3 separate regions of the Hordeum vulgare genome follow, and regions 1 and 3 are each linked to region 2. A link is a contact called in public Hi-C data. All regions are on one chromosome and are shown on one strand. Each heading gives the region's core, a stretch centred on a gene start, on an enhancer-like site or on the middle of the called end of the contact. The rest is flanking DNA. Distances are from core to core; before and after follow the strand shown.

Region 1 (4,218 bases), core at 484-2,983, 370 kb after region 2:
CCTTGGGGTCCAAGGGCTCCCAAGGGGGTCAGCCTAGCCAAGGGGGGCAACCCTCCCCTTCCAAACCGAGTCCAACTAGGTTTGGAAGGAGGAGTCCTTCCCCCTTTTCCCACCTCCTCTTTTTTTTCTTTTCTATTTGATTTTCTTCCTATGGCGCATAGGGCCTTCTTGGTTTGTCCCACCAGCCCACTAAGGGATGGTGCGCCACCCCCAAGGCCTATGGGCTTCCCCGAGGTGGGTTGCCCCCCCCCCCCCCGGTGAACACCCGGAACCCATTCGTCATTCCCGGTACATTCCCGGTAACTCCGAAAACCTTCCGGTAATCAAATGAGGTCATCCTATATATCAATCTTCGTTTCCGGACCATTCCGGAAACCCTCGTGACGTCCGTGATCTCATCCGGGACTCCGAACAACATTCGGTAACCAACCATACAACTCAAATACGCATAAAACAACGTCGAACCTTAAGTGTGCAGACCCTGCGGGTTCGAGAACTATGTAGACATGGCCCGAGAGACTCCTCGGTCAATATCCAATAGCGGGACCTGAATGTCCATATTGGATCCTACATATTCTACGAAGATCTTATCGTTTGAACCTCAGTGCCAAGGATTCATATAATCCCGTATGTCATTCCCTTTGTCCTTCGGTATGTTACTTGCTCGAGATTCGATCGTCAGTATCCGCATACCTATTTCAATCTCGTTTACCGGCAAGTCTCTTTACTCGTTCCGTAATACAAGATCTCGTAACTTACACTAAGTCACATTGCTTGCAAGGCTTGTGTGTGATGTTGTATTACCGAGTGGGCCCCGAGATACCTCTCCGTCACACGGAGTGACAAATTCCAGTCTAGATCCATACTAACTCAACGAACACCTTCGGAGATACCTGTAGAGCATCTTTATAGTCACCCAGTTACGTTGCGACGTTTGATACACACAAAGTATTCCTCCGGTGTCAGTGAGTTATATGATCTCATGGTCATAGGAACAAATACTTGACACGCAGAAAACAGTAGCAACAAAATGACACGATCAACATGCTACGTCTATTAGTTTGGGTCTAGTCCATCACGTGATTCTCCTAATGACGTGATCCAGTTATCAAGCAACAACACCTTGTTCATAATCAGAAGACACTGACTATCTTTGATCAACTGGCTAGCCAACTAGAGGCTTGCTAGGGACAGTGTTTTGTCTATATTTCCACACATGTATATAAGTCTTCATTCAATACAATTATAGTATGGATAATAAACGATTATCTTGATACAGGAATTATAATAATAACTATATTTATTATTGCCTCTAGGGCATAATTCCAACAGCGACACCAGCCAAAGAAAACATATAGGGTCTTAATCATAAAAGTGAAACGTTTCCTCACTAAAGAAAGGACTGCGGGTTTATTAACAGAAAATGAAAGGGTCTTTTTGCAAAAATGCCATGACGGACGACCAGAAACCCTATTTACTTTATTTTTAGGGAGAGATTATATTAAAAAAACATATTTCTTGCATAAAGTTACGTAGAGTATATAGACAAATCACTAAGCTATGGATTCAAGAAAACTTGGAAAAATAAAACTTTTTTTTTGCGGAAGGAAAAAAGGCCACCTCTCTCTAGAAAATAAATCCACTCACCAAAATGATCAACATTATCAAAAAAGCCCCTGATATTATCTGGAAGGTAACAGGCTACCAATTTTTGCACTTGAGTCTTTTCTTATGCCACACAACTCCAGATTTTATTCACAGACACCCTTGAAACGTCACGAATTTGAAAAGCCCGCACCCTTCCCTCCCCAAATCACCGCACGCGAAAGCCAAGGATCCGGCAGTTGACTCCTCCCCCCAATCAGCCCGGCCGGCCGCTCCACACCGGCCGCCATGGACTCCATAGCGGCCGGACCCGAGCTCGCGGCGTCCCACGACGAGGAGGAGGCGGCTCCCCTAGTCTCCGTCCCCGGCGACGGCGGCCGCGGTTCAGGCACAGCGTCGCCGACCCGCGACCTGCACCTCCTCAGCTTGGCCTTCTTCTTCGTCTTCCTCGCCTACCACGCCGCGCAGAATCTCCAGAGCACCGTCAACACGGTACGCATCCTCCCATGCCAACAATTCCCCAGCGCACGCACGCACGCTCGGGCGCGACCGACGGTGGCGTGGCGATATGACTGATTGGCGCCGGCCGCCCGGGCTCTCGCACGCAGGACGGCAATTTGGGGTCAATATCGCTGGGGTTGCTGTACACGTCGTTCACGGCGTTCTCGGTCGTGGGTTCGCCGGTGGTGCGGGGGATGGGGTCCAGGCGAGCGCTCGTGCTCGGCACCTCCGGCTACCTCCTCTTCATCGCCGCCAACCTCGCCCCTTCCTGGTATGTAAGCTACCACCAAGCCGCTATCTCCGATTGCTTCTGCCGTAATTTCTCTGTCCTCGGTATATTCTTGTTGGTTCCGACATATCCCGAGCTGACTCAATCTGTGTGGCGAAGATTCATCCGAGTGACAGTGTAATTTGGCCGTGTAGGGGACGAAATAGGGGAACACATAGGTGGTAAAACGACAAATCTACTAACTAACTTGCCAGCTCAGCATTTGCTTTCCACTATGTCGACGTCCCTTTCGTGCTTGCCGTGCAAGCAAAATGAAATGCGTGACCCTACGCAAGATCCCAATGTAGCTGCATAATCTGATCCGCACGCAAATTTCAGTTTGTTCTGAATGAGAGTAAGAAACTCAATTCTCACTGCAAAAAGATGTTCGACATGTGCAACAAAACGTCACCAGATACAAATATGAGGCGGGCGGCCATCTGCCAAGTCAACCCACCTCGCCGGTTCTGCCCATGCGCACCTCAGGCCACGAAAAATGAGGGTTGGCGGATATTGTCGCCAACATTGTTGGTTGGCGCCTTTCCACTGAAAAGTTAGCAAGTACTACTCACTCTGTCATAGTTTATAAGACATGCACGTGTACCTAGATCGTCAATTTGACTTATATAAAATATGTTATTTAACATAAAAATTATATTATTAAAAAATAGAACATCTGAAGTTTCTAATGATATATTTTTTGTAATATATGTCTCTCATTAAGTTGGTTAAATTAATGACCTAGGTACACGTGCCGGACTTATAAACTGAAACGAAGGTAGTAATATGTTTTCCCTGTCCGAAGACAATTACTTTTTTAGGGAATTGTGTGAAGACAATTTAATGACATTGCAATGAACTCTTTTTTATTTCTTTCTCTTGTCTCTTTCCTCGGGCTTGGCTCTTTTCCCGTAGATAATCGACACTTGGAAAATGAAAAGAATAGGAAAATAAATAAGGAAAAGCAAAAAGGTGGACCATGGCCTACAAGAGTCAAGAGTGTCACTAGATCCAAGTGTTTGAACCGAAGAACATAAGAGGGGAGCGTCTCGAGTCAAACCAACGAGTGCGCCTTAGTATATGGTCTTTGTGAAATTTGTACTTTTCTTCATTATTTTTCGTATTCATAGTTTAGACATGTGTTAAGTAGATGCACCTACGTAAATGAGCATTTAGGATGTACAAATGGCATTCTGTCAAAGAAGAAAATAAAGTTTTTAAGGTTGCATCAACAAGTAGATCTAGTTGCAACCCTACATCTAGTGCGCCCCTCCGATCGTCGAGGATGAACGGTGTTACGACGATGTGTAGAATCAAGCCCGTGATCTTGAACTTGCTTCTACCTTGTTCTCAAGAAGTTTGGATGGGATTCAGACTCTCTCAATGCCGGGTCCGTCTAGCAAGTCATCATCATCGGTAGAAAGGTTACTGGCAGTTCGACAATGTATGCATGTTGCGTGTACTCTGGATGGAAACCTCTGATCTTACCCCTGGCTTGATCAGGTAACATTAACGTGCATGGTTCATGACCTTATTGAAGGTGTTGACTCGGAGCTTTGCTTTATAAATGAAAATCCCAAGTTCGAGATTTGGTTGAACATGTCCCCAACAGGCAAACAACTTTTTAAAGCTTTTTAAACCAAACAGCTTGTGGCCCAGCGTGCCTGACATGACGATTGGCCGACCCGATAAGTATAGGGATCGTGCCTGGTTCGCAAGGCTTCGCACGCGGGCCGACACAACACGACTTGTATACCAATTGTGCCCCTATGGCTCGTGCAGTGCCGGGCCGGGTCGTTTGGCCAGCTCTAAACATGTCCAACAAACACACACATGATGCTCTC
Region 2 (4,466 bases), core at 423-2,922:
CAGTATGAATTTTGAAGCTGAAACATGAGAATGTAACTTTAGGGGGCAATTAATATAATGGTTTATCTATATCACCAAATTTCCAGCACCCACAATATTAAACTGAGATTCTGATAAACATATTAAATCTATAGGTGGAACTTTCCTATCATTTCACTCCTAATTTAATTATCTACAGATATTGAAAAGTTGATGCATGAATTGGCACCTATGTGTTCCCTGAAGATTTTCAACCTCCGCTATAAAGCGAGCGAAGCAACGAACTCCATTGCCACACATCTGAAATATAAAATACATAATAGATGAAAACTACATATGAAATAACTCATGGTAACAAGATCCATAATAAACATCTTTTTAGCAAAAAATTGAGATGAAAAAGAACACCGCGCAGAACAAGTGAACAACAAGAAGAAAATAAACATAGCCAACTTTAATTCCATCTGGAAGGGAGCTCATTGACATGGCGTGAAGTGTACGACAAAAGTGCTGCTTTGTACAGTAGGATTCAAACATAATAGCACTTCCCAACCTATACAGTTCGTCAAGCTCACAATTTGACAAAAATGCAAAACATGCATATTACGCCGGGACATGTAAGGAAAACTGTAGATGATTCTAGATAGATCCTCAATATATTGGATAGAGTACGGACATACTCTAGATGGCCAACTTTATGATCTACTCCGTATTATGTAAGTAGACTAACAGTACTTGTATCAGTATACAGAAATGTGAACTATAAAACCAGCTATAGTCTATGGAGACTGGATTTGCAGGCTATAGTTTTCCCCACAACACTTCAAAGCATCACAGGAGCTTGTACAGCTACATCCTACATGTTTCCTTCTACGCACAATGCTCGTCGGCAAAGATGTCAGGGCAGAGAATGGTCATAACAGATATGAACATAATGCCGGACAACCCATAACTCATTTCCTATGGCCAAACGTTATTCGGTGATGTGATGAAACAGCGGCTCACCTCAGGCTCGCTGCCATCGGAGTTGAATATCCTCATAGTGTAGTCCGCACCGTTGATCCCCGGCATGACGAAGATGACGCCATCAGCACCAACACCAAAGTTTCTGTCGCACAGCTTCGCCGCCTCCTCTGGCGTCACCTTGGGCACTGCCGAATCCCTGTTGTCGACCTACCAATCCAACCAGAATCATCATCAAAATAACATAATTAAAAGTAGCAACAGCACAAAATCTAAAATGATAGCACGAATCGGTAGCAGCATGTCACCCCAAATGTATTCACGGCGTGTGGTAGCTTGAAATGAACAGAAAAACGAGAGAGGAAAAGGCATTACCATTATGAAGTCGTTGCCGAGGCCCTGGTACTTGACGAAGTGGAGGGCGCGCTCGGACTCGCGGCGCTCGAGGAACGAGGCGGCGGATGGCGACCTTGGGGTGGATACGGCCATCGAAGCGACGGCGCGGCGGGAGGGCGGAGTCCCACGGAACGGACGGAGGAGGCGACCGCCCGAGGAGGGGGCAGTGGAGGTGGTGAAGTTGGTGAAGTTGGATGTGACTCTGGCGGCGGCGGCGGACATGGCGACGAGTGCGAGAGCGGGGAGGGGTTTGGGGAAGGGTCACTGTCGCCGTCGCTGCCGGCTAATGACTGGGAGCTTTCAGCTCTATGCAAGCGGGCTCCACGTGAGACCTTGGCCCACTGCCATGGATAGCGAGGGTTATCTGGGTTGACGTGGCCCAGTTTTATTTTTTTGAACCCACTGCAAATCTCACGTTAGATTTTTTAGCTTGACAAATCAAACTTTTTTCATAACAAATCATATTATTTGAGAATTACTACCTCTATAAACAAATACAAAAGCGTTTACATTACTACTTTAGTGATCTAAATGTTCTTATATTTTTTTTATGAAGGGAGTACAAGTTTAATTCACAAGCAAAGTAAATCCATCTTGGTTCAATTTCTTCGTCAGGAAATTATCATATCACCAATATAATTTGCCATTAAAAGCGTCAGTTTTGCTATGCCAAAAAATCTGATGCCAAATTTAGTGTTTCCGTGTTCTTAGGGGATTTTTCTTCTTTTGAGTTGGCGGAAGGATCTTGACCCATCTCAAGAGAAGAAAAAGGTTAGGTTGTGCTAGTCCATTGTCAATTTATTCCTTCAAACTGTAAACAATATTCACATGTGGACTGGTCCAGACTTGTTTACAAACGGTGATACAAAAACTGACCATCCAATCATGTCCACTAAATATTTGTCCCCTATTTTCTGCGACCCTCGTAATAATAGTAGCAGATTAAATATTCGATGAGTGAAAATATCAAAGAGGTAATAATTCAAATGTAAATATTACAATCCATCTAATTTTTCAACGAAATAGTTCAAACTTCAATTCACCTTGCACATATATTCTAGTTCTCCTCTTTAAGCGTCCATAATTTGCTCCATCAGTTTTTTTCTTAAATTATTCACGAGTTACTTGATGATGAATTTGTTAATGCATTTGAACAAACTCTTCAAACATAGTCGGGTTCTAGTTTTCGATTTGAAAGTTAGATAGGAACACACATGTTCTCAAAATTCAAACCTCCTATAGCATCTTCACCCCCGTCCTTCATAATCATGGTGTAGTAGATCACACAATAGGTTATACCTTGCACAAGGTTTCTGTATCCCATATTTTTGCAGGTCCCTTGAACAACTGAAAAACGAGTTTGGAGCACTCCAAATGCCCTTGTCACATCCTTTCTAGTTGCTTCTTGTTTTTTGGGCAAAGTGAACTCTTTTCTGACCAACTGGCTCAAAGATGGTCTTGACTAAGGCCGTCCACGGAGGATAGATACCGTCAATCAGATAGTAGCACATGTTGTAGCCATGCACATTGATGACCCACAAGTATAAGGGATCAATCTTAGTCCTTTCGATAAGTAAGAGTGTCGAACCCAACGAGGAGCAAAAGGAAATGACAAGCGGTTCTAGCAAGGTAATTTCTGCAAGCACTGAAATAGCAGTAACAAGTTGTTTGATAGCAAGATAATTGTAACAAGTAACCAGTAGCAATAGTAACAATAAGTGCAGCAAGGTAGCCCAATCCTTTTGTGGCAAATGACAAGCCGGAACGGTTTCTTATAATAGGCAAAGCGTTCTTGAGGGCACACGGGAATTTCATCTAGTCACTTTCGTCATGTTGGATTAATTTGTGCTTGGTACTTTGATAATTTGATATGTGGGTGGACCGGTGCTTGGGTGTTGTTCTTACTTGAACAAGCCTCCCACTTATGATTAACACCCTCGCAAGCATCTGCAACTATGAGAAAAATATTAAGAATAAATTCTAACTGTAGCATTAAACACAGGGATCCAAATCAGCCCCTTGCGGAATAGCGCATAAACTAGGGTTTAAGTTTCTGTCACTCTCGCACCCCATCATCTAATAACTACTTCACAATGCATTCCCTTATGCCCAGAGATGGTGAATTATCATGTAGTCGACATTCACATAACACCACTAAGGGAATCACAACATTCATACCATCAAAATATCGAACAAATATCAACTTCACATGACTACTTGCAACATGACTTCTCCCGTGGCCTCAAGAACAAAAGTAACTACTCTTGGGGAACGTTGCATGGGAAATAAAAAATTTCCTACGCACACGCAATACCTATCCATGGTGATGATCATTTACGAGAGGGGAGAGTGAATCTACATACCCTTGTAGATCACTAAGCGGAAGCGTATATAACACGGTTGATGTAGTGGAACATCTTCACGATCCAAATCGCAGCCCGTCCCGCGATCTCATCACGATCTGTCCCGCGATCCCATCACGATCCATCCTGATCTAGTGCCGAACGGACGACACCTCCGCGTTCAGCACACGTACAGCGCGATGACGATCTCCGTCTTCTTGATACAGCAAGAGGGGTGGAGAGGTAGATGAGTTCTCCAGCACGGTGATGTGGTGGTGGCGGTGGTTAACTAATCCAGCAGGGCTTCGCCTAAGCACCGCCGAACTAGACTAGAGGAGAAACCGATCTAGATGAAGTAGAGGGAGCACGTGGCAATTAGGGTTAGCCCTCACCTCTAAAACCTCTAGTAGTATATAGGAGGAGGAGAGGAGGCAGCCTTGGCCTCCAATCCAAGGAGGTTCGGCTGAACCACAAGGGAGGTGGAATCCTATTAGGACTCCTTCCTAATTTGGCTTTTTTGCCTTTTTTCCTTTATCCTTTTCGCATGGGCCCTTGAGAGAGACTTAGGCCAGCCCACCAGGGGCTGGCCCACCTCCTCTCATAGCCCATGAGCCTCTTGGGTCGTCACACCCCTCCCGATGGTCCCCCGGCACCCTCCCGGTACACTATTGATGAGCCCGAAACTTTTCCGGTGACCAAAACATGACTTCCTATATATCAATCTTTACCTCCGGACCATTCCGTATCTCCTCGTGACGTCCTGGATCTCATCCGGGACTCCGAACA
Region 3 (4,016 bases), core at 711-3,210, 290 kb before region 2:
GCAAATTCATATTTTTTGCCATGGTAGTTATTTACTACACGAAAAAGGTAGCTATAAAGGGTTGTAAATTTGTCATGTCAATTGATGATGATTTGCCATGGCAAAACAATATCTAAAATGCAAAGTGATTTTCCATGATATATGAAGCTAAACGATATCTAATTCATGAGAAATGTATGAAAAATGGTATGAATTATACATCATTTGCCATGGAAAATTTACATATCTCTGAAAACACATGGCAAAAATGGACAACATAGTGGATTGACAAAGGCCGAATGATGATATGTGAAAATGAAATGCAATAGTGCTACTTCGAAGCACTTTATGTTATACACTTTGAAGCATTTCATGAAACATCACGAAGGAAGGTAGTTGGTCTACTAGTTTTTTCTTATTTCAAGAAGGTGACTGCAACACTTCACGTGATCATATATGGCACTCCTAAAGATATGGTTGATGTGTATCTTTGAATGGGCCAAAATGCATAAAAGTGTTAGCTCAATATATATGAGCATCCCACACGAGGACATAATCAGTAAAACATGGCTTGCATGGGATGCTTGAGAGCACTCGCTGTATGCATTGGAGGTGAAAGAATTTTCATGTAGCATGGCTTGGCTAGTTCATTGTGCGTTGTCATGATCCAACTACTGATGTGGGAGTGGTTGCCTTGAGGACTTGTGGATCTCACATTACTACTTTGGCTTGCTCCACTCTCACGATGACATCGATGTCTTACAAGGATCTCATCTTTTTGCTACGCTCGCAATTGATGATGCTCCAACATGCAACTTCCTGGTGAATGCCATTTATGACCAAGGCTACGATCCAGCTGATGGCATGTATCCCCTCCCGATCAACATTTATATGGAGAAAATTAGAATCCTCTAGTAAGAAAAATAATTAATTCACAAAGTATCAAGAAGAAGGGAGGAAGAATATCTAGAGATAATTTCGAGTGTTGCAAGCTCGGTTTGCAATTGTCCGAGGTCCTCCTCCGAGACAACGTTATCATTGGAGGAACCACAAGGTGGTCAGGATCAAGCCCCAATCATCAACTCCGACTACCAAGTGCATCAAAGGTATATGTCATGATTGGAGAAGTGTAGGCAGTGATGGTTTAGAGTGATTAATACCATGAAATGAACAAATGGTGTGTGGTGGAGGGCGACTTTGTCCAATATTATTGCAACAAAAGAATTTCATACTACATTAGACACGAGATCTCCTACGGGTTCTTGAAGAAATTCCCCAACTCTTTTGTTTATACCACTTGCCACGAAACATCTTTCTAACGTGTTCGTCAATTTTCAACTAGCATGTTATATGCCACTATAGTCATTATGTTCTTCGAAGCGTTGAGTATCACTAAATTATTTCAAAGTTTTAAGCTATTAGAGACTAATCGACATGCAAATATAGTGACACATGAGATTGGGAATTTTAGTTTTTATAACCATTCTAAAGATGTTTTTGTTAGCAGTGTCTAGATGGTGTGTGCTTTAATGAATGATGGCAAGAATATTTTTCTAAATTAATATATAGGATGGTGTTTATAATAAAAAAGAAATATATGTTTTTCAACCCATAACACAAAAGGCGTGCTCTAGTTCGCTGGCCGCTGCCGACACCACAACCCTCTTCGGTGTTTGATGGGGACAAATAGGCGGAGCGAGAATGGTAGTAGAGAACTCGGCCTACTACCAGCCTATTTCTCTCATTGTCACTATACTAACAAACTGGCCCATGACAGCCCAGTCCACTCCTCATTTCGTCAGTCCCTCACAGTACGGCCCAGCTAAGTTATTTCACTGACGTTGCGGTCCTACTGCCTGCCTAAACGAATCCAACGGCCCAGACGCGCCTCCATCCCCCATCCCGACCGTCCACCCTAGGGTAATCGAACAACAAACCCCGTGCCGCACCCTATATATTGCTCCCTCTTCTTCCTCTTCGAACCCTAGCCCAGCTGCCCACCCATTCCCCTCACCGCCGCCGCCACTCCGCCGCTGCCGCCGACGAGATGGGTCGCGTGATCCGCGCTCAGCGTAAGGGTGCGGGCTCCGTCTTCAAGTCCCACACCCACCACCGCAAGGGCCCCGCCCGCTTCAGGTCGCTCGACTTCGGCGAGCGCAACGGGTACCTCAAGGGCGTCGTCACCGATGTCATCCACGACCCAGGACGTGGTGCGCCGCTGGCCAAGGTGACCTTCCGCCACCCGTTCAGGTACAAGCACCAGAAGGAGCTATTTGTCGCCGCCGAGGGTATGTACACCGGCCAGTTCGTCTACTGCGGACGCCGCGCCACGCTCTCCGTAGGCAACGTCCTCCCCCTCCGGTCCGTGCCTGAGGGAGGCGTCATCTGCAACGTCGAGCACCACGTCGGCGACCGTGGTGTCTTCGCCAGGGCCTCCGGTGACTACGCCATCGTCATCAGCCACAACCCCGACAACGGCACCTCAAGGTACTCTTCCTTCTCCTCCCACCCGTCTCTCTAAAGTACAAGGCTATGGTTAGATCTGACGTTCTCCCGCTAGTAACTGCTATTTGATTGCTGTATGTGATTTCCGTTAGGAAATGATTAAATGCTTCTCTGGCTCATAGTGCGATCTGAATATATGCTCGTTCACTGCTTCTGATATTCTCTTTAATTGATTATATAATGGAAACCTTAGATTGTGCGTTCTTCATATGTTTGTTAATTTATTGCCAGAGACATATTCTTAGATACACATTCTGTCCCTGAGCCTTGAGATGCCTTCTGTTCATTGTATAGTCTGCAACTGGTGCGATATGATGCTCTTCTGATATGTTATCCTAGAACTGGACATGGCATGCTTTCTCTTCTGTTCTCCTAGAACTGAGCATGCATCTAAGAAGTCTATACCTTGGACCAGAGACATGTGATATGTGATCTCTTGTTATCCTGCTTTTGTTTCTGATTGACCTAACATGCCCATGATCTAGCGTTTAGAAATGCAAGGGCCATTTCCTATTATCAGTTCTTGTCAGTACAAGATCCTACATGTTAATGGAATATATATGATTGGTGTATCTTTGTTTATGTTGCCTGATGGCCTGATCCTTTTGATGAATTCTTCAGTTGCAGAAATGTTAAGATGCATTGCTCATGTTCTCTTTATGCAGGATCAAGCTACCCTCTGGTGCTAAGAAGATCGTCCCAAGCAGCTGCCGTGCTATGATTGGTCAGGTTGCTGGTGGTGGCAGGACTGAGAAGCCAATGCTGAAGGCTGGTAACGCCTACCACAAGTACCGTGTGAAGAGGAACTCCTGGCCTAAGGTGCGTGGTGTGGCCATGAACCCTGTTGAGCATCCCCACGGAGGAGGTAACCACCAGCATATTGGTCATGCTTCCACTGTTCGCCGTGATGCACCACCCGGCCAGAAGGTTGGTCTCATTGCTGCCAGGAGGACTGGTCGTCTTAGAGGCCAGGCTGCCGCCTCTGCTGCGAAGGCCGACAAGGCCACTTAGAGTTATCATTGCTGTTTATCTATGTTTGCTGCCTCTAGATTACCCGTCAAGGACATGTATTGCAGTAAGGTTGTCGTTTTTGCTCGGTACTTTGGTAACCTGGTGATGTTTGTTATCAGTTTTCGCCGTGGTCTGGATTCTTCAGTCCACATAAAGGAGATTATGCTTGGATATTTGTTTGTTGGGTTACTTGAGTTAGCCCAGTGTGCTTATTCTTTGTGTTGTGTTTTTGTTTGAGTTAAGCTTCTATTGCTTGATCTCCAAAAGTAGTATTGTTTGTTTTTGTGCGTTACTCTAGATATGACATGACATTACCTCTCACAGACATTGATTTAGTACATTAGTTACGTTTCATAGTGTTTCACCGGTTACCGTTGAGTCGGAGAAGTAACTCACGAGGTAGAGGGGTAGTATCAAAGAGCTAGAATTTGCTGCCAATCAGCAATTCAGCATGAGTATCAAAGAGCTAGAATTTGCTGCCAATCAGCAATTCAGCATGAGCCTGTCTGGTAAGCTGATGT

The links. Hi-C and Micro-C count contacts between places; a contact is called where the count stands out from the background.
Region 1: a Hi-C map of leaf shows a contact between it and region 2, with 9 times the contacts expected there. The contact joins the promoter of LOC123400176 here to the promoter of LOC123398613 in region 2. A contact is called at or near these places in 5 of 6 Hi-C or Micro-C datasets (leaf, seedling and an unstated tissue) and 1 of 1 datasets of contacts at active chromatin or transcription factors (embryo).
Region 3: a contact with region 2 is called in a Hi-C map of seedling, with 3 times the contacts expected there. The contact joins the promoter of LOC123400024 here to the promoter of LOC123398613 in region 2. A contact is called at or near these places in 1 of 6 Hi-C or Micro-C datasets (seedling) and 1 of 1 datasets of contacts at active chromatin or transcription factors (embryo).

The regions. Positions count from the first base shown.
Region 1 is chr5H:96,087,260-96,091,477 of MorexV3_pseudomolecules_assembly, forward strand. LOC123400176 (UNC93-like protein 3) reads left to right here and starts at 1,734. Exons shown (of 10, transcript XM_045094592.1): 1 at 1,734-2,097; 2 at 2,214-2,377. The coding sequence starts at 1,894.
Region 2 is chr5H:95,721,343-95,725,808 of MorexV3_pseudomolecules_assembly, forward strand. It overlaps LOC123398613 (diaminopimelate epimerase, chloroplastic), which reads right to left and starts at 1,673. Exons shown (of 11, transcript XR_006610220.1): 1 at 1,318-1,673; 2 at 985-1,152; 3 at 209-279; 4 at 1-17.
Region 3 is chr5H:95,433,385-95,437,400 of MorexV3_pseudomolecules_assembly, forward strand. It overlaps LOC123400024 (60S ribosomal protein L8), which reads left to right and starts at 1,961. Exons shown (of 2, transcript XM_045094417.1): 1 at 1,961-2,466; 2 at 3,150-3,668. The coding sequence starts at 2,027. The coding sequence ends at 3,495.